2 separate regions of the Triticum aestivum genome follow, and region 2 is linked to region 1. A link is a contact called in public Hi-C data. All regions are on one chromosome and are shown on one strand. The core of a region is the stretch at or near the end of the contact, and the rest is flanking DNA. Distances in the headings are between cores, read along the strand shown.

The links. A called contact is a pair of places that touch in the nucleus more often than the background predicts.
Region 2: a contact with region 1 is called in a Hi-C map of leaf, with 3 times the contacts expected there. The contact joins the promoter of LOC123134175 here to the promoter of LOC123134164 in region 1. A contact is called at or near these places in 1 of 5 Hi-C or Micro-C datasets (leaf) and 1 of 1 datasets of contacts at active chromatin or transcription factors (leaf).

What each region holds. Positions count from the first base shown.
Region 1 is chr1B:491,046,293-491,049,209 of IWGSC CS RefSeq v2.1, forward strand. LOC123134164 (NAC domain-containing protein 13) reads right to left here and starts at 1,617. Exons shown (of 5, transcript XM_044553473.1): 1 at 1,402-1,617; 2 at 1-302.
Region 2 is chr1B:491,435,580-491,438,581 of IWGSC CS RefSeq v2.1, forward strand. LOC123134175 (protein trichome berefringence-like 7) reads left to right here and starts at 1,442. Exons shown (of 4, transcript XM_044553478.1): 1 at 1,442-2,603. The coding sequence starts at 1,777.

The sequences.
Region 1 (2,917 bases), core at 367-2,866:
CCGAAAGCTGGAGGAGAAACAACTGATGGGAAACCAGGCTTGGCAAGACTCAAGGAAAGCAGTCCACCAAAGACTCAAGCAACAAATGTTTCTGAACTCAGATGAGAAGTTTGAGTCTTGCCAATTAAACCAACTACCACTGATTCACATGATAGGAAGTATTCACACAAAACTCCAGATGATCCACTTGTATCAAGTGAAGTCCCGGAATTTTATGCAATATATGAACCAGAAGTAGCACGAGAGGAAATAAGGGGATCCCTCGCTGACTTCAAAAGACATGAGTGACTAAGATCAAAAACCTGCAAGACATTAGTAATCATCATCAGAAGGGAAAAACTTAAACAGCAGAAGAATATACAGAATACGTATTGTTCTATGTTTTATCCAGATAAACAAGGTGAATCTTCCCATCCAAATAACTAAAGTCCTAGGAAGCAAAGAAAAGATTGCATATATAGGAAGTGAATTTTACGTTGTTCACAGCTCACAGTGAAATACCACATTAACAAGGTGAATGAATCTAACCTACAACGTGGCTTTGAGGAGGAAATAGAGAGAATTTTAGTATATTTCATAAGCTCTGATGTAACTCAAGAAAAAACTACAGGATCTTTCAACAAAAGGAAAACTGCAAAAAGGATCATACATGACTTAATACAGCACTGCAGTTAGATAACCAAATATCAAGCTACTGTGAGCACCTAATATATTTTCACCAAGATAACATAGCCCAAAATATCAACCTTAACCCAAACCACATTAGTGCAACAGAAATAAAAATATATAATAAGCACATTAGCAGGTAGATGCATCTAACCTACCATCTAATCATAACTTACAGGCTTTGTGGAGCAAATCACTTGAATTTATGATAATTCGTAGGTACAGATGATATTAGTAATCAAACAAAAGTTCCCACAAACGAAAAAACTTCGGGAAGTCTCCTGGAAAACACTGCCTTGGAACAGTTCCGGACCATTAGGTCAACGATCTAAGGGAATCCACCAATCCATCACAAGGCACTCAAAGGAATCGAACCTAAATAAACGCCGAACAATGTAATTCCCGACCAAATCTAAAACTTTCGCGAAGCTGCTACAATATCCAGTCGCATAACCCCAAATCAGCGCGTAGATCGACCGATCGATCGACGACAAACCCTAATCGGCCGGAAGCTTCGACCGACGGAAGACCAGACCAATCCGTGCGGCGATTGCGTTAACAACCACCGCGGAATCGACGGATCGGACGCAGATCGCCCGATTTGACCATCGGATCGACACGAACCACGACTAACGACCGCGCGCTAATCGGCCCCGATCTACCCGGATTTCGCAGAAACTACAAACGCGGTCGATCGATCGAGGGGGTTGGGGGGAGATCGGGAGGGGCGCTTACGAGAAAGAACCGGGGAAGCCAGCAGGACGATGGGGGAGGCCGAGGGGGAGGAGGTGAGCGCCGCCGTCTGGTCAATGGTGGAGGAGATGAGGTGAGGTTTGGGGGGAAGCAATCTCGCGTTGCGGGGTGCGGGGCTCTTTTATACCGAAAAACGCCGGGGGCGTGGTGCTGGGCCGGGACACTGACTGCCTGGGCCCGCCGGTCCGGGAGCGTATTTTTTAATCCCCTGCACTCGTCGTGCGCTTCGCGGAAACTTCCGCTGCACGCGAGGATTGCCAAATATTTCCTGGCCCGAAAGTCCAGCCCGGGCGTTTGACCTGCTTCTCTATTGGCTGTGAGTTTTTTTTAAGAGGGAAAGGGTGAGAATATTTGGGGATGGCGGGGTTAAATGCGTAATTACTTCCATGCTTCGGTAGTTACGATGCGATTTCTGTTGTTTGGTTTCTCTGTCGTGTCACGGAGCCGCACGTTGCTGATGAGTGGGGCCACACCGCTCGGGACGTGCCTGCCGTGACACGTTGGGTCGTTGGACTCTTGGGGAGAAAGGCCAGCAGCACGACGCGAGTTTGAGATGTTCCGGGGTCGTTATCGTGTCAGACCGAGCATCATCCGACGCCACACAAGCAAGGGTGCTCGCCCTTTTCGTTCAGGAACATTCGACTGTTGTTGAGGTTCTCCTCTCTGGTTAATTCCTTTTGAGGATTGTGTTCCTTTTTTGGTCTGGCCGCTCGGTCGGTCCACCGTGATTCCACGAACAAACATATTCACACGGCCCTGTGAACATGTCCTTTCTCCTTTGGGTACTACTCATTCTTCGGCAAGATTACATTCTGCATTGTACGAAGTTTGACCACGATTGGTGTCTTACTCTTTATTTTTCTTTCTCCTACAATAGTAGTACTGGACGCTGACATGGAAGGGCTGGGCCCCGACCAATGTCAAAATGTTTGTGTGACTCGCCAAGCAAGACCGATGTTGGACGCCGGAGAGATTAGCCAAGCGGGTATTGGCTCACCCTCCTCGCTGTGTCCTATGTAGCTAAGACTTTGAGGACATCCACCACCTCCTTGCCGCCTGCGTCTTCTCTTTATTTTTCTTTCTCCTACAATAGTAGTACTCCTCTTCCTTTAGTCAAAAGTTGTCCTACTTTTCATCGATAGTCTCGTTTCACCTTCTTCTCTTGCCCTTTGACACCAGTTGATCATAAAAGATGAGAGCAATGTAAGATATATCAAGGTGACATTCTCAGAAAGAAAAAAGATATATTGAGGTGACATAATCGCACTGAGCGAATGTTCGGCCTCCACACAGAATGATGCACACAACCAGCGAATGTCTGGCCTTCATATAGCACGATGCACACAACCAGTGATGGAGCTACAACGAAAAGGTTGGGTCGGCCAGAGAGCACGCTTTTTCCATTATGTGTTGTGTTGTGCTATGCTGAAGCGACCGGTGTCTGCTCCTGAGCTCCTCCGCTACATGCGTTTTCCCATGAAGGAGTGCTACGCATGTG
Region 2 (3,002 bases), core at 192-2,691, 390 kb after region 1:
GCAAAGTAAATCGACACATGTCCAAATGAGGAACATGTCCTCTATGTGGCATGGAGGAGGAAGGGACATTTCATGCCTTCATCACATGTAATCATGCTAGAAATACTTGGGTGAACATGAAATTTAGACGGCCACTACCAAGTGATGATCAATTGTTGAATACCGAGAAGGAATGGCTGATGATGGTTGCGACATGGTTATTATGCATGCCTGACGTTGTTGGCAACTATATAAAATCCAAACACATGACAAGGAAGTACCTCCCATTGATACAAAAGCAGAATTCCCTGACAATTACTAAATGCCGTTAAGTTGGCGCATCATTTTTCTCTGAAGGAGGTCATTAAAGGTATAAAATGCTAGCGCCCGGCGAGATAGTGGCTCCTGAGGAGAAGACTTGTGTGCTTGAACCGCCGTGGCCGCCCATGCCGGGCGGATATGGTGCTCTCTCTCTCTCTCTCTCTCTCTCTCTCTCTCTCTCTCTCTCTCTCTCTCTCTCTCTGGCTCCTTCATGGAGTCAGGTGGTTCATCAGCTACATGTATGGTTCTCAGAGACAGTGCTGGGAGTGTCATTTGTGCCGCTTATCGCTTTATCTTCCGTTGCAATGATTCTTTGGAGGTAGAAGTTCGTGCTCTCATGCAAGGGATGGCTGACACTCTCAGTCGTTGTCCGGTCGGATTTCTCTGAAGCGCTATCTATATTATCAAGTGATGGACTGAATTGCTCAGCATATGGACACCTCTGGAGATTAAAGACTTGATGTGAGGAAGGGAGTTTATTCCACAGAAAATTCACCGGTCAAGATAGAGTTAAACATCGATTGACCAACTATAGCGACATCGAGAGTAGCACTAATACGTGGTTACACTCGGTCCCCCCTTGTATCGAGGTTGTGTGGCGTCTCGACTGTAAAACTGTGATCTCATGAAATAAATAAAATCTCTTTACCCTGAAGAAAAAAACATGTGAACAAAAAGGCAGCCAGCAATGCACTGCCAGTATGCAGGCGCAACCGAAGTCCTACTTGACAACATTAAAATATTTTATCCATCCAGCGAGGAAACACATCTCAGATGTTTGCTGCTGTCTGCCACGGAGAATCCTTTGAAGTATCACAGTCTGGTAGTCTCCATTCTCTTTTCTTATATGCCTCTCTCGTCACTCGGTGGTTGTCCGTACCTGCCGATCAAATCTGTAGATAGAGCAGAAAAATAGAATGGACGAATGATAATCGGAGCACCAAAAAGGTTCACATCAGGTGGGCAAGCTGTCCGTTCGAGTATTCTTCCCGCAACAAAAAGAGTACCACCGCCACGTACGAGCGCAGATCGGCCAGTCACAGAAGCCTTCTGCGCCCCCCCGTAACCCGTACACAGCAGCGCGCCACCAACGTGCCCCCCTCAAAAAAAAAAAACGTGCCCCCCGCATCTCCACTTCGCTCCCGGGTCCCGGCCACGCGGGCCACCCAAACTCCAAACCCCACACGTCAGTGACAGCAGCCGCAGATCGCACCCGCCCTCCCTACCCGCCGCCCGAGCCAGCAACCGCCTCCCCCTCGCCGTGCCCGGGACCCCCCCGCCCCGCCGTGAGGTTTATACAGAGTTTGCGAGTCAACTCGCGCCACCGCGCCACCGCCACCGCCACCACGCGCGCGGAGACGTCTCCCCCCCAGGGCGGTTGTGACGTGGCGTGGTCTGGTCTCCGCGCGGTTCCACTCCGGCGGGGCGGGCCGATTTGGCGGGTCAAGGGATGGGAGATCTGGCGGCGGGCGGGAGATGGTGAGCGCCAGCACTAGCCGGAGCGGCTCGGGTCGCGTCGCTCGGCAGGGCGGCGGCGGCGCCCTGCCCGGGAGCCCGCGGGTGTCCGCGGCGGCGGCGGCGCAGCGCAGGTGGTGGGGGGCCTCGGGCCCGTCGCTGGAGCGAGTCGCCCTCGCCTTCTGCGTCGCCTCCGTGGCGCTCGCGCTCTCCTGCGCGCTCTACCTCTACGTCCTCCGCTACCTGGGGCGGGGGCAGGCCGTCGCCGGGTTCGTCGGGGAGGACCTCGGGGCGTGCGACGTGTTCGACGGCAACTGGGTCCCCGACGCGACCTACCCGCTCTACAACAGCTCCGAGTGCCCGTTCGCGGAGAAGGGGTTCAACTGCCTGGCCAACGGCAGGGAGGACACCGGCTACCTCAAATGGCGGTGGAGGCCGCGCCGCTGCGACGTGCCGAGGTTCACCGCCGGCGCCGCGCTCGAGCGGCTCAGGGGGAAGCGTGTCGTCTTCGTCGGTGACTCCATGAGCCGCACGCAGTGGGAGTCCTTCATCTGCATGCTCATGCCCGGGGTGGAGGATCCCAAGACCGTCTACGAGGTGAACGGGAACGAGATCAGCAAGACCATACGGTTCCTCGGGGTGCGGTTCGCGTCATTCGACCTCACTGTGGAATTCTTCCGGTCCGTGTTCCTTGTCGAGCAGCGCCCTGCGCCCAGGCATGCGCCCAAGAGGGTCAAATCGACCCTGAGGCTGGACAAGATGGATAATATCAGTCGGAAATGGGTGAACGCCGACGTTCTGATTTTCAACACCGGGCACTGGTGGACTCCCACCAAATTGTTTAATACGTAAGATTTCTTGCTCTGTTTTGCTATGCTCGTTTAGTTCTAATTCTAACCATGATAAATGTGTGTTTTCAGTACTGTATAAGTATCTTGTTCATCTTCTCATATTTCACTAAAATCGTATTTAATGCGTGTGTATATGTAATTAGTTGAATTGGGCACAAAAACAGTATGAATAGGTAATACAAACTCCATTTCAATGATGTTTCCTACTTTAAGTATTTGTATCCCAAGGATCCATTTGCCATCCCTGTGGATTATGAATTTGGTTAAGTTTGTTTTAGGTAACTGGGTGTTTGGCTACCTGTTTTTTTTTCCTATCAAGTTGCAAACAAATATGTATCTGCATTCCTGAACATATGAGATGAAATTTGAGAGGAAACACATTTAATTCACTTTTAC